Regions from separate parts of the Astyanax mexicanus genome. Here region 1 is linked to region 2. The links are chromatin contacts, called in public Hi-C maps. All regions are on one chromosome and are shown on one strand. Each heading gives the region's core, a stretch centred on a gene start, on an enhancer-like site or on the middle of the called end of the contact. The rest is flanking DNA. Distances are from core to core; before and after follow the strand shown.

Region 1 (7,152 bases), core at 520-3,019, 36 kb after region 2:
CAACACACAAACCTTACATAGCAGTATATATCTGACACAAAAATAATACCATTATTGGGTTTTTATGTGAAATTTAAAGGGACCATATTATCTGGGTACCACTTTAAAATAAGACTAACTATATAAAGGGTTTATAAATGGTTTACAATTAGTTTATTAATGGTTACTAATTAGGTTGTAAATGCCTTAAAAATCATTAATAATCAGTTATAACACACACATAGAAAGGGCAACAATGACTTGTTGTTAACATAGTAAACCCACAACCATCTATATTGTTGCCCTTTCTATGTATGTGTTATAACTGATTATTAATGATTTTTAAGGCATTTACAACCTAATTATTAACCATTAATAAACTAATTGTAAACCATTTATAAACCCTTTATAAAGGTAGTCTTATTTTAAAGTGGTACCATTATCTCTTTTTAAACAAGTTAGTATACATCTATGGGCTATACAAAACAAGTTCTTTCCAGAAAATTACTCTCATAAAGAATCCTTACCAGCTCTATTCTTGCCAGTTTGTCACACCCCCCCCCCCCCAATGAGTGTTAAACATTGTTGGAGTTAGTTTGTGGTAAAGGCAAAGCACAAAACAAGGTAGTTCATGCTTAAATTTGACATTATTAAAAATTACGTACATCTCTCTCATCTGATAACTTGCCACGGACAGTAGGTACAGATCCCTCAGTCAGACAAAGTATGCTGGCCAATCCCGTTCTGCCAGCACTATTTGGTCCAGGTCTGGTTTGTTTGCACCCTTGATGCGTTTCATACGATTTGTTAGAGCACGTGTGAAAAAAAGTAATCGCACACTGGTAAGGACCAAAACAACCGTACCAAGACCCACAAGAGGAGGTGGTCTCTGTTCGGTTCCAAGTAAACTCTGAAGCGGCTTGTTTGTGGGGAGAATGTGATCCAACCTAAAAGGCAAAGAACAAACAAGCTAGCTCGTGCTCAAATGTGATAGAAGCACAAAACATCTGTTAACTTGTCACAGACAGTAGGTACAGATCCCTCAGTCAGACGAAGTCTGCTGGCCAATCCCGCTGTGCACTGTCTCAAAATCAAAGTCTGTAGTCTGCCTCTGTGTGATTTTCCTTTGCAATTTTCTTCCCATATGTATTTCATTTTGTATGCTGTTCAGAATTGCCTGTTCTGGGTAGTTTCTAGTGTAGTGGTCTGATTGTAAATGAATTGCGCTCTGATTTGAGGATGTCTGTTTTGAAAGTGCTCTTCAGTGGAGCTGTGATTGTGCTACCTGTGCAGTTAAGCCAGTGCTGCAGCAGGCGGCATACTCTACTGCAGGAAGTGGCTCTTTTACACACTGGTGAAAGCATGACCTTCAGTCCTTCAGACCTCCTCTCCTCTCCTTCCCTTCCTCCTCTCCTCCTCCTCGCCACGGTGTCTGAAGAGACTGAAGCAGTGAAGTGCCTTACAAAACACACTTTGTTTTTTTTTTTTTTTTTGTTCCGAGGATGCTGTGTTCATTGCTTGCTTGTTTGGTTGGTTATTTTAGGTGTGTATATGTGTATATGTGTATATTTCTCCCTCTCTTGGTGCCACTCTCCCATCAAGGCCAAAGTGTTTAATTGTAGCTTAGCTGCTTCCTGAAAGACGCTTTTATCTTGCTAATGGGCGCCGAGATTAAATTGAGTCTCCACTCAAGCTCCTTTGTGCGACTCCTGATCCTCAATCCTCTCTAAAAGCTTTCGCGCCCAGTGTAGATTAGCTTATCCCGAGCGGCCGAAAGATCGAAGGGGCTAAAATGCAGGAGGTCAGAGGTCTGAAAAGCTGCAGGTCCAGATCCGACATTCTTGGAGTTTGTTTGCCGTCAGAAAAGCAAACTCTCGTCTGGCAGATGATTTAAATCCTGCGTTCTCATTCTCCTGATCCTCAATCCTCTCTAAAAGCTTTTGCGCCCGGTGTAGATTAGCATATCCTGAGTGACCGGCACAGAGAAAGGCTCCTGCTGAAATGCAGGAGGTCAGAGGTCTGAAGAACTGCAGGTCCAGATCCGACATTCCTGGAGTTTGTTTGCCGTCAGAAGAGCAAACTGTTGTCTGGCAGATGATTTAAATGCTGCATTCTCATTCTTTCTTTCTCCATCTCTCTTTATCTCTCTCTTTCTTTTTAGGAGATTCGGTCTGCTCTCTCCTAAGACTTAGTCCTGTGTTGAATGATGGACTGTCTGAATATTTGAGATGTTTTTGAGATGCTTTCAATGCTTGGATTCTAAACCGTCTGTTTTCTTCTGTTTCTCTCCCTCTGTCTCCGCAGTGATCTTGTTCTGTATGGCGGCGCTCATCTTCCCCATCGGATTCTACATTAACGAAGTGGGTGGGCAGCCCTATAAGCTGCCTAATAACACCGTGGTGGGCTCCTCCTACGTGCTCTTTGTGCTGTCCATCTTCTTCACGATAGTGGGGCTGCTCTTCGCAGGGAAAGTGTGCCTGCCCGGATGAGGGCGCCAATAGTCCAGGGTCAGCCGGGGATTTGTTTTTGTTTGCAAAGAGGAACGGGAATACTAGCAGCACTCGAGGAGCACTGGAGGAGGAGGAGGAGGGGCATCGTCGGATACTGATGGTGATTGGGATGATGGTGACTCAACTGATCAACTGAATAACCCGAAAAACCAACTAACCAACAAAGAACTCACGAAATGACCAACGAAATGACCATGACCATGACCATGGACTCAGTGCTGAGCTGGCAAAGCTATAAGAGGGGTCTCGGCCCATCTTTTCCTTTTTTATACCCAGAATCAACCTGAGCTTATTGGATGGAGTTTTTGTTCAGCCTGTTTTTTATGTTGCACTTCAGAGGTCACTATCCTAGAGCTAGTATCCTAGGATCATCCTGGGAGGCCATGGGAGCGAGTGGCAGTGGTGGAGGATTGGAGGACGCCGGCTGTGGACATGGTGAAGGAATCGCAAATGTCCTGCAGCTTTGAGATGCTTTTGAACAACATGCATCATGGCTTTCCTTCCTTTTTTTTTTGTTCAATTTCCATGTCCCACACGTTTCCTCCATCTTTGTAGTTTTATATATACGGATATGGCGCCCCCTGGAGAGGAATGACTGACTGGCTGCTGTGAAAAATTCCAGGCTGTGGCACCACAAGTGAAGGAGGTGCCCTGAGGCTGGAGCTCTTTGGAGCTCGTTTCCACCCTTTCTACCCTTTCCACACTTTTCACTCTTTCCCCGTAGTGGGGCTGGATGGGGGAATTGCTCAGGCCACAGTGCCCGTAGAGAGGAGCCACAGTGCCCCCTTCAGTCTGAATGGATGCTGCACACAACGGAAGCGCCCCAGCCTGAGATCCCAGAGAAAAGGGAGCAGTATTTGAATTTTCGACTGAATTTCACTGAAATTTAAGCACATTTTGATAGAAACACATAATGACAAAAGACAAAAGCACTACTAGGACTGCCGGTCAGGACCCTGTGAGGCCGTGCCTCACTGTGCTAAACCTTCTTGCCTGGGAAACGTATTACCCGCACACTCGCATACATACGATTATGGATTATTATTATTATTATTATTATTATTAAGGACACGCCTTTGGATCTGGTGACCAAAATGAACTTCTCCTATCTGCCCTCATGTGCATACTAGTGCATACCGGACATCATTAATTCAGTCCATCGGAAAGAGAGACTGAACAAGAGACTGCGAATCAGAGAAGTGCTTTGTCCTTTTAACCTGATCACCCTTTTGTTGTCTTGATTTGTAATTCTGACTCTGTTGAATTTGTTGTTTTTGATTTTTTTTTTCATTTGTTAACGTGCCATTAATCTGTTTTTGTTTTGTTTGGAATGAATGAATACTAAGGGCAGGACTCTGTTATAGGGAGCACTGTGAGGTATAGCCATTAGTAGGTGAAGCACCACATTGCAGATGTACAAAAAAGAGAGAACTCCTTACCTCATTGTTTTGTAGTTCAAGCTCAATTTTTTTTCCCTTCTTCGCTAACCACGACAGTGTGTGCCCTGTACGTTATGTCTTGCCTTGGTCAGAAACATTTCGCTAAAAAAGAAAATGCTGTGATCATTGCAACAAATTATTTATCTGACACTGAATAATAACAGGAAAGGTCGAATGTGTGTGTGATTAAGTGAGTGAAGTAAATGAGTGACTGGCGAAAATCAGTTCTGTTTGTTTATCTTCAGTTTTTGAAGTATAAGAATCCCTATTTTAAAGCTGTGCATACGCGAGAGAGTATGTATGTATATTGACAGTAAATTGGAACTGAGAATTATTTGTATGATTTTGATGTTTGATTATGGATGTTCTCAAATGAAGGTTGACCCCGCCCCCCAGTTCCTCATGATATGTGTTACTGCTCTTACTGTTTTCAACCTTTACCACAGTGTTTTAGGGCCACTGTTGAAATAAAAATAATAATGTTACAGCTAGAGTTACAGAAATGTGGAATAATATTAAAAAAGTAAATTATTATAATATTATTATATTATATTATTATTCTATTCTATTATTATTAATACAGTATTACGGCTTAATTATCAAAATACTGTTATTTTGAGAATTAAGCCGTAATATCGTATTAATACATTTGTAATATTTAGAGATTTAAAGGGTAGTCAATATATTCAATTCATGAAATAGGAATACTTAAAAAATAAAATGGTAATATTTAAAAAAAAAATAAGTTTTAGTATTTTGAGATTAAATTTGGAATTTTGAGAGAAAAGTCTTAATACTTTAAAAATACGGTCGTAATATTCTGAGAATAAAGTTGTAATATTTTGAGAGAAAAGTCTTAATATTTTGAAAATAAATTCATAATATTGGTATAATTAAGTAATAATATTAAAAAAGTTGTAATATTATAACTTTGTTCAAAATAGGAGGATTTTAACTTGAAATATTGCCACTCTTTGCAGAAATATGGAAATATAACTTTCATGTCAAAATATTTCAACTTTTATTTTTAGGAAATATGACATTGTATTATTTTTTGGCATGGTATTAAATGTTTGGATTTACTCTTAAAGACAATTTTTTTATATATACAGCGGCCCAAAACATTGTAAACTTTGACATCAAACATTTATCTAAGGAAAATCATTTCATCAACAATTGCCTTTACAGCCTTTATTTAATATTATCATAAGCATTTTTATAAAAGCGCCTCTCTTTCCTGGAAGTATTTGCATAGTTCTCAAGAAAGGATGGGCAAAAATAGAGAAAATGCCTAACACCGGTCTGCATTCGTATTAAACCCAGAAAAATGAGGCTTTCCTGGTCCGGCAGAGTTGGCAAAATATATGATGTGATAGGAATTCTATAGGAACTCAGTATTAAGAATAAGCTGCAGGGCGTGGTATCAGGGGTATGGTATATAGGTAAAGGCAGGAGTGATAGACATCACATACTCTCATCTCAGTTCTACTTCTGCTTTGGTTTTAGGAAGAAAAGAAAAACAAACCTGTAATTAAAAGCTAAATAAAAATTGACTTTACATTAAAGGGTAATGAATAGTATTATTTATGGTTACAAAAGGGAAGAATACAAATATATGAATAAGTGTTATCTATCAAAGAATGATTTAGCATTCCTTGTGCACAGTTACTGTTACAGATTCATATTACTGGCAAGACAACTGTTTTTCTTCTGCTTCACTTTGTTTCGATATTTCACTGTATACAATAAAAGGCATTAAAAAGCCTTACTGTTTGATTGTCAATGAGATTTTTTTTTTTATGCTGGACGCATTAATGTATGCACCTTTGGTAGTTGCTGCATCTTTATTGCATGGGAGTACACTCACAGGGCATCTCACGATACAACATTATTACAAAACGCTGCCCACGATAACAGTGATACCGCAAAACTGTAATCCTGTGATAGTCGATATATCCCATGCCTAATCTCCATGATATGTCAAAGCATCTGTGTTACTGAAGAGATACTCTTATATAAAATACTCCTAAATAAGCAAATGTTAGTTTTACACAATTTTACAACCAATATTTTTCACACTAGGTTTACCTTTTAGATTAGCGCCACCTCGAGGTGTAATAAAAAAAATGTTAAATAAAAAATAAATAAATTATCCCACGCGTTAAACTGTATATCACCCATCACATGTGAAGTCAACCATCGCTGATGCAGCATTGCCGAATAGCATCACAGTGCACTCGGAGGAAAGCACAGTGACTTGGTTCAAAGCACAAAGCTCACAGACGCTTTGTGCCGATCAACATCATCCTTTGGAGTGATATGGGGAAAAAGCGCCATCTACCCACCCAGATAGAGCAAGGCCAATTGTCCAATTGTGCTCTCTCGGGGCTCCGGCAGCTGATGGCATGCTACATGACTGGGATTCGAACCAGCGATCTCCTAATCAAAGTGGCTGCACCTTAGTTTACTGAACCATCTGGAACCCCCTCCATGAGGAATAATTAAAGCATTGATATTGTAATATTGATAATGTTATATTGTAAGATGCCCTATGATTCCTAAACATAGTGTCCCCTGCACCATTTATCAAGCTACTGTCTGAGCACAGTTTCTGTGGTGGTTCTGAATGCTGTGTGCTGCTAGATGATGATCACAGGCTAAGTGCTGGGTGTCTGAGTGCTCTCTTGTTAACAGACCGTTCTGTGTGTGTGGTAATCACAGGGTTGAGGGAGAGAGAGAGAAAAAGAGAAGAGCAACTGGCAGACGGATGGTGATCAACTTTTTCAAGTCCCTATTAATGTTCCTCCTCTGTATTCAAGCTCTAAATATAGAAATCTAATCTAACAGTAATCTGCCTGCTGTAGACGAGACGTATACATGTATATCTATAATATCATTAGGATTTGATTGATTCTTATTACAATTCACTGACATGCCTAATGTCAAGACTCAAGAACTAATACGGTGTCACATGACTTTTGCCATGTCCCATGGTATCTAAAGAATGCTACACTGGACCATGGGATATTTGTATAGGGCTGCACGATATTGGAAAAAAAAATTACATCGCAAATGTTCTTTTTTCATCTATATATATCGTGAAATTAAACCATGCAGGACCCATGACATCACTAGCCATGTCCCCACCCATGCACTGTCTCGGACCGATCAAGAGCTGAGTCAGCACGGAAAACTGAGGAAAACAGCAAAACAACAGTAACCGG
Region 2 (6,540 bases), core at 3,284-5,783:
AGTAACCTGTGTGTGTCTGTGTTGTGTGTGTGTGTGTGTCTGTGTAGGTGAGCTGCGGGTTCAGAATGGAGACTCGCTGACGCACACACTGCTGGCCTGTGAGGGGGCTGCGAGCGGCACAGCAGAAGCCAACGCCTTTAGTGTGCTTCAGCAGCTTTTGGGAGTTGGCCCTCAGGTTAAGAGAGGCTCCAGCATCTCCAGCAAACTCAGCCAGGGCATCGCCAAGGCAACCACGCAACCCTTTGATGTCAGTGACACAGTGATGTAGTGATACACAGACTGTTTTCAGATTAGAATCCAGAGAATGTAAGGGTTTACGTTGCACTAATTAATCGTAGCGCTCTATTTCTTTTCAAGGCCTCAGCTTTCAACATCTCATACTCAGACTCTGGCCTGTTTGGACTGTACACCATCGCTCAGGCTGGCTCCGCAAAGGAGGTAAGAGTTGTGTGGAGGAAGAGGAGTTAAGCCAGAGAGATATATTAAACATGCTTGGCTATCTCATGATAATAGTTACATTTATGATAATAAATACAATTTTTTTTTCCTTTATAAAATATAATAAAGCCTAATGTTAAGTAATGCATAATGATTTGCTTGTCAATCATTATCAATTGTATTGTAATAATGTTTGTAATGATCCTTATCATTCAATCTAATCTAATAAATAGGTCATCAAAGCTGCCATGGCCCAGGTGAGCGCTGTGGCTAAAGGAGTTTCTGAACAGGACCTCATCAGAGCAAAGTGAGTAACGTTATTTTTGATTCAGTGTTAATTTACTGTACTAGACCTTTCTCATTTTTACTTTCTGGACCTTTTGTTCTGTTTCATGACTTTTGCCACATCCCATGGAAGATAAAATACACAACATTAATCTGTGGTACATGTGACACCTTGTGTGGCGTCTCTCAGTTTCTCTCAGAGTTGCTTATTTCTGAACACATGGACAATTCTAGCCAGATTTTGCCTGTCACAATCATTACCACAGGCTGTGCTGTCTACTGTGGGTGGTAATGCCTTTTTTTAGGCGTTGCTTAAATTATATTTTACTTCACCTTGCTATTCAATTCACAATCTCGCCAGGTTTCGACTCGCTCACACTTTTTAAAGATGTGGGCATTTCCAGTTGTTCCCTTTAGGGGGAATTTTGGTATGTTATTGTATCATGGACAGTGGCAAAATAGGTTGAATGTGTTAAGTCTAAAATAGTGAAAATGCTTATTTTTGCATTATTTTCAGTTTTTTTTTTTTTATCAGTAGCATATTTTTTATGTGTATAAGGTTTAAACAAATGAAATACTTAACAAATATTTAATATTATTTTTTTGTGTCTCAGATTTTTATAACGCACAGTAGAGCGTGTTGAATAAACTCCAAGTTGGGTTGCAAATGTGCGTCGGCTGGTGAACTACTGCATAATTTACAGTAGAGCTGAAGAAAAGCTGTTGGAATGAATAGCTTGTTTGTGGGAGAAAAGGCCGGCTAAATAATATTCCCTTTGTTGTCTGGTTTGATTGTAGGAGCCAGCTGAAGACTGAGTACCTCATGGTTTTGGAGGGTTCAGAAGGACTGCTGGAGGAGATTGGAGCTCAAGCTCTGGCCAGCGGTGCTTACAGCTCCCCAGATGATGTGGCCAAGGCCATTGACTCTGTGACATCCAGTGATGTTGCCAATGTATGTGAATTTTCTGTTATCTATTTTGATTTAAAAAACGTATGGCTTTATTATTATTATAATGTAAATATGACTAGTAATAAAGTAAGATTTTATTTATTGTAGGGCCAAATGGTAACTAAAGCTGTGGTGCACCATTCCATATAGATGATGACAGGTTAAACCAGTTACTTGTAATAATTCAAATAAAGCAACAGTTGGTGTCATTGCTAACTTGTGAAATAGAGCATACTCCCTAGTGTTCCTCATCCTACATCACTACTGCAGCACTAGCACACTTTTTTACTAGCACATTTACAGGCCTTTTCCCACATTGCAGCTGTGGCGTTAGCTTGGCCCAGCTAGCCAATCTACAGACTTATACGTCATTAAAGCCTCTCGTTGAACGGTTCTGTGTCCCCAAGGATGGTTAGTTTTACGCTCTAAAAAAAATAAATAAATAAAAATTGAACTCAGCCCACTTTGTAAGCATTCTGTGCCGAACTATGTTTGTCTGGAACATCATCAGAAAGAAATGGCAAATAATGTTGCACCTGCCGCTGGAAAACTTGCAGTGATCTATGTCAAAGTAGTAACATTTTTAACAGTCCCTCTTTGTACAAAATAAGTTAACACATTCATATTTTGCAGACAAACGTGCCAAACCCACACTATTCATATAAGCTTATAGCCCAGGTCTTCAAATATGGACCTTGAATCCAGTTTCCAATCCTGGATTTGGTCTTAGCTGAAAATTAAGGTAACGGTTCATGTAATTGTTTGGCCACTTGGTGTCACAACTGCTGAAGATTACCAGGGCAAGTTGAGGACTTGAAACTGGATCCAAGATCCAGATTTGAAGAGCTCTGGTAGAGTGTATATAGTACAGTGTGTATATATTATGGTATTAACGCAGGCAAGGTCATTTCCACATTTAATCTACTATCTCATCAATTGACTCTCCATTCTTTTTTTTTTTCTCTTTTCCCTTTAGGCTGCAAAGAAGTTTGTCAGCAGCAAGAAGACAATGGCGAGTAGAGGACACCTAGTAAACACACCATTTGTGGATGAATTATGAGGATGAACTATAACTTAAAGTATTACAACATTTACACACCACTGCTGCTGACCATGTTTTTCTTAACGTACACCACTGGTTGAAGTTTGTTGTACAACAAATGTGTATCAAGAGTGGGAAGTATACATAACGCCAGTTTCACTGTATATCTGTTGTAAATTCATTAAAATCTTACTACATTGTAACTCTGTTTTGTATTGTTTTTTTTCTTTGAATGTGAACTACTGCATTAAAGTGGCATTTATTTTTTTAAGCTTAAGACATACATACAGTATCTGGTTTCAGATGGTCAAGGTGGTTAAAAGGTGGTTGCTCATCTAGGCAAAAATATACAAACACCCTCTACTGATAATCTACTGTCAATAGCTTGGTCATGTTTCCTGGATCTTCATAAGACAAATTGAAAATGTTTCCTTCAGCCATTCTTAAGCTAGACTAATGATCATGTTCTGCTGATGATGACTGCTAAATGTATAATTGAAGGGTGTAATTAACATTATCTAAGTCTAGCGCTGGTTCTTCCGCACAAATGGATTGCAGTTGAGGGAAAGCCACACTGAATCAGTGGAGATGGACAAGACAACAACATGACAGATTCACAGTAGTTTCCATGAAGCTACTTCCTCTCATGCTTTAGCTGGGGGTTGGAATCCCTAAGGAGGTGGCTTACAATGAACTGTTAAAAGGGAAAATGCTGAGGAGTGCAATATAAGTAATTTTAAGTAATTTTAAGATTTTAAAAGAACAATTCCTTGTGGGGCCACAGAACGATTTCACAAGCTACTGTGTCATGATGGCATTAAAATGGCATGCTTCCCTAACCATCATCAGTACATTTTGTATTATATTTAGATAGCAATGTTCCAGAGACTGGAGGAAGCGTGCACTACCAAAAGTACCAATTGATCTTAAATAACATCAACATCAACAATAAATCAACAATAAAAAAATAGATCACTCTGTGTGTAATACATCTATATAATATATGAGTTTCACATTTCTTTTGAGATGCACTAGTATAGCTACATGTGTGATATCAGATATTAACATTGGCCCAGATTTACCACATCTCTGCATCCCTAGTAGCTAACTACAGTGCAATATGACAAACTCTTGTCTCTTGACAAGAGCTCAAACAAGGAGAAATAATTAGCTAATGCACAGTCTGGTATAATTTCTTACTTCTGGGTCAGTGTAACATTTAGCAGTTTTATTTTCTGACTGCTAAACTTGATAATAGAATATTGGGTATAAAAATATATATATTTTTCCATTCAGTGAAAATTTTAGTGAAGATATGGGTTTTCATCCAATTTCATATTCAATTTTATAGTTTTTCATTTCAGCCTTTTGCAAACAGAATTTTCAAGAATAAAATCTTTCGATTTTCAGATTTGTCTATTTTTCTGTATTTTACACAAATCTGGTGGTAAAATTGAATAATTCGGAAAAAAGATATATATATATATATATATATATATATATATATATATATATATATATATATATATATATATATATACGTATATATATTTCATTTTTCCTGAAATTATGAAAACTTGTACACTGCACTACATTAAAAAATGTTTTTACAAACAATTTTCTATTTTTGCATTTAGCCTCAAACAGTCAGAAAAGTAAATGAATAAACGTTACACTGACCCTCCCTTAAGTGTATTTTACTAAACTTTATCATACTTGACTGATTGAATGATTTCACTGTTCTCACTGCTCTTCTCACAAACCTCGGACTGTTCCGGAAGCTCGCGAGAACTGGAGAGCCCGTTATGTTATGTGTGAGCGAGTGACGAGCAGACTGCTGCTGCTCCGTGTCATCTGAGAATGGAATAGCTAACCGAGCTCGGGCATCAGGAGATCAGGAGATCGCGCCTGTTTTACTGCCCCAACATAGGGACTTCAGTCTTCCGGATGACACCTGATGAAAGTTGTGGAGCCCAGCCGGGCCAGAGTCGTGCCTTGTGAGGCGGAGCGGTGTGGAGGATCCGGCGGGTCGGTCTGCTCTCTCTGCCCGCCTGCTTTGCGCTGTTTGCGGATGCGAGTCGGACAGAGGAGAATATGAGGATGGTGAGGTGTGAGGAGTGAATAAGCCGAGGGAGGAGGAGGATGGATCTCCGCTCACTGGACGTATGGAGACGGCCTCTGGCGTGTTATTCTGATATTTGACCTCATCCGGGATCTCACACGCCTTTACATCGCTTGTCAGGATGGATGTTTGGGGCGGCGAGTCGCCGCAGGCCCGCCGTTCACTCAACGGAGCCTGAAGAAGCAGCAGCAGCAGGATAGAGACGGTTTTAACCCTCTATGGCATGGTGTTGCCTTCAGGCATAAAAACATTTATTTGATTAATTTTTAATATATAAATATTTAAATTAAGCCTGTTTTGGCTGGTTTGTTTTCATTTATCTATCCTAAAACAGGGATTTTAAGTTTGTTGCCTCAGGACAATATTATAAAGTTCACAGACATTCATTCTAAAACAGTGTTTCTTAAAAGTGTGGAGTGATTATATAAACAGGGACCCACACAAGCTCCTAAAAGTGGTCTGATTTTCTCTTTAACAAATATAAAAAAAACTATCGTGCTATAGAGGGTTAACGACGTGGATGGAGATCAACCACTTGGTTGAAATAACATGACTGGGAATTCTCGCAAAGCTCAAGCAAGCAGCATGCGCTCAAGTGTATAGCCCCGCCCTTCGACGGAAATAGCCAATCATCTTGCTGGATACGCTTCGAGGGGCGGAGCGTCAGCGTGCTAGTGGGCAGAGCTGGGAAGATCTGCGCAAGCGCAGTAAACACACCGAGACGAAAAATCATGTTTTTTGTGCGTTATGGAGACAAACTCTACAAACTGTTCACGAGGAGCTTGTTATAGTTGATTGGTGATTTTAAATATGATATTGAAATAGTAATTAGACCTTCAGTTTAGCGTGTTTCGGTCTCGTCCCATTCAAACAGATAGGAGGCTGGTCTTACATGAGTGGATCTAGCGTTAGTTAGCGGAATGCCCGGATGGCCGCCGAGTGAACCGACTCGCTTGTAGCTAAAGGCTTTTCTGCTACTGTTCTGTTGCTAGGTTAGCAACCTAAGCTAAGCTAGTAGGATAGTTAGCTTAGCGGCGGTGCTAGCCGCCAGCTGTTTTTGCTGCTTTTTTGTTAGCTCGAGATTTATTAATTAATACCTTAAAAAGTACACATTTAGCGGCGTACAATGTAAGCTAATTCTCTCCTCTGGTTCTGGAAAGATGGACTATCCCCGCAGAAGCCAGAGCTAGCTGAGGGTTAGCTTAGCTATCTAGCGGTAATGTGGCGAAACTGGATCTGACGGTTGCGCCTCGGGTTCGGGTCCGTTTTGTCGGAGAGAGCCGAGCCGAACTGCTAGCGTTACTAGGTTAGCTAACTTAGCTAACGCTAATAATCCGGCTACCTGACAAACATTAACCATTGGACTGGATAAAGGGGGTCTTTTCCCTCCTTGAAGAAGATTTTCCTCACCGTTTTCCAGCCTCAACACGAACTGAGATGGATAAACTGACCATCATTTCAGGGTGCCTCTTTCTGGCTGCGGATATTTTTGCCATAGCTAGCATTGCGAATCCGGACTGGATCAACACGGGCGAATCTGCAGGTAAGCCGTTAGCTAGAATATACCAGTATCTGTTATTTTTAGGTACACTAGCTAGAGTATGGGCATAATATCTGCTTTTAACCCCCCCCCAAAATATCGTGTTTTCACTTCATATCTCTCCAAAAAAGTTGGCTCATCAAAGCAGCACAAAACTAACATGA

What was found. Hi-C and Micro-C count contacts between places; a contact is called where the count stands out from the background.
Region 1: a contact with region 2 is called in a Hi-C map of muscle, with 4 times the contacts expected there. The contact joins the enhancer-like site here to the promoter of mosmoa in region 2. A contact is called at or near these places in 2 of 3 Hi-C or Micro-C datasets (both in muscle).

What each region holds. Positions count from the first base shown.
Region 1 is chr19:32,698,597-32,705,748 of AstMex3_surface, forward strand. mosmoa (modulator of smoothened a) reads left to right here. Exons shown (of 3, transcript XM_007232220.4): 3 at 2,284-5,701. The coding sequence ends at 2,468. Among protein-coding and RNA genes, the nearest start is that of nags, 13 kb to the right of the region's middle. Within about 2 kb of position 1,770, the one cell type or tissue checked has an H3K27ac peak away from gene starts, as active enhancers do.
Region 2 is chr19:32,659,905-32,666,444 of AstMex3_surface, forward strand. mosmoa (modulator of smoothened a) reads left to right here and starts at 4,534. Exons shown (of 3, transcript XM_007232220.4): 1 at 4,534-6,379. The coding sequence starts at 6,274. It overlaps LOC103022177 (cytochrome b-c1 complex subunit 2, mitochondrial), which reads left to right. Exons shown (of 14, transcript XM_022673133.2): 10 at 48-247; 11 at 358-438; 12 at 672-745; 13 at 1,522-1,675; 14 at 2,649-2,917. The coding sequence ends at 2,732.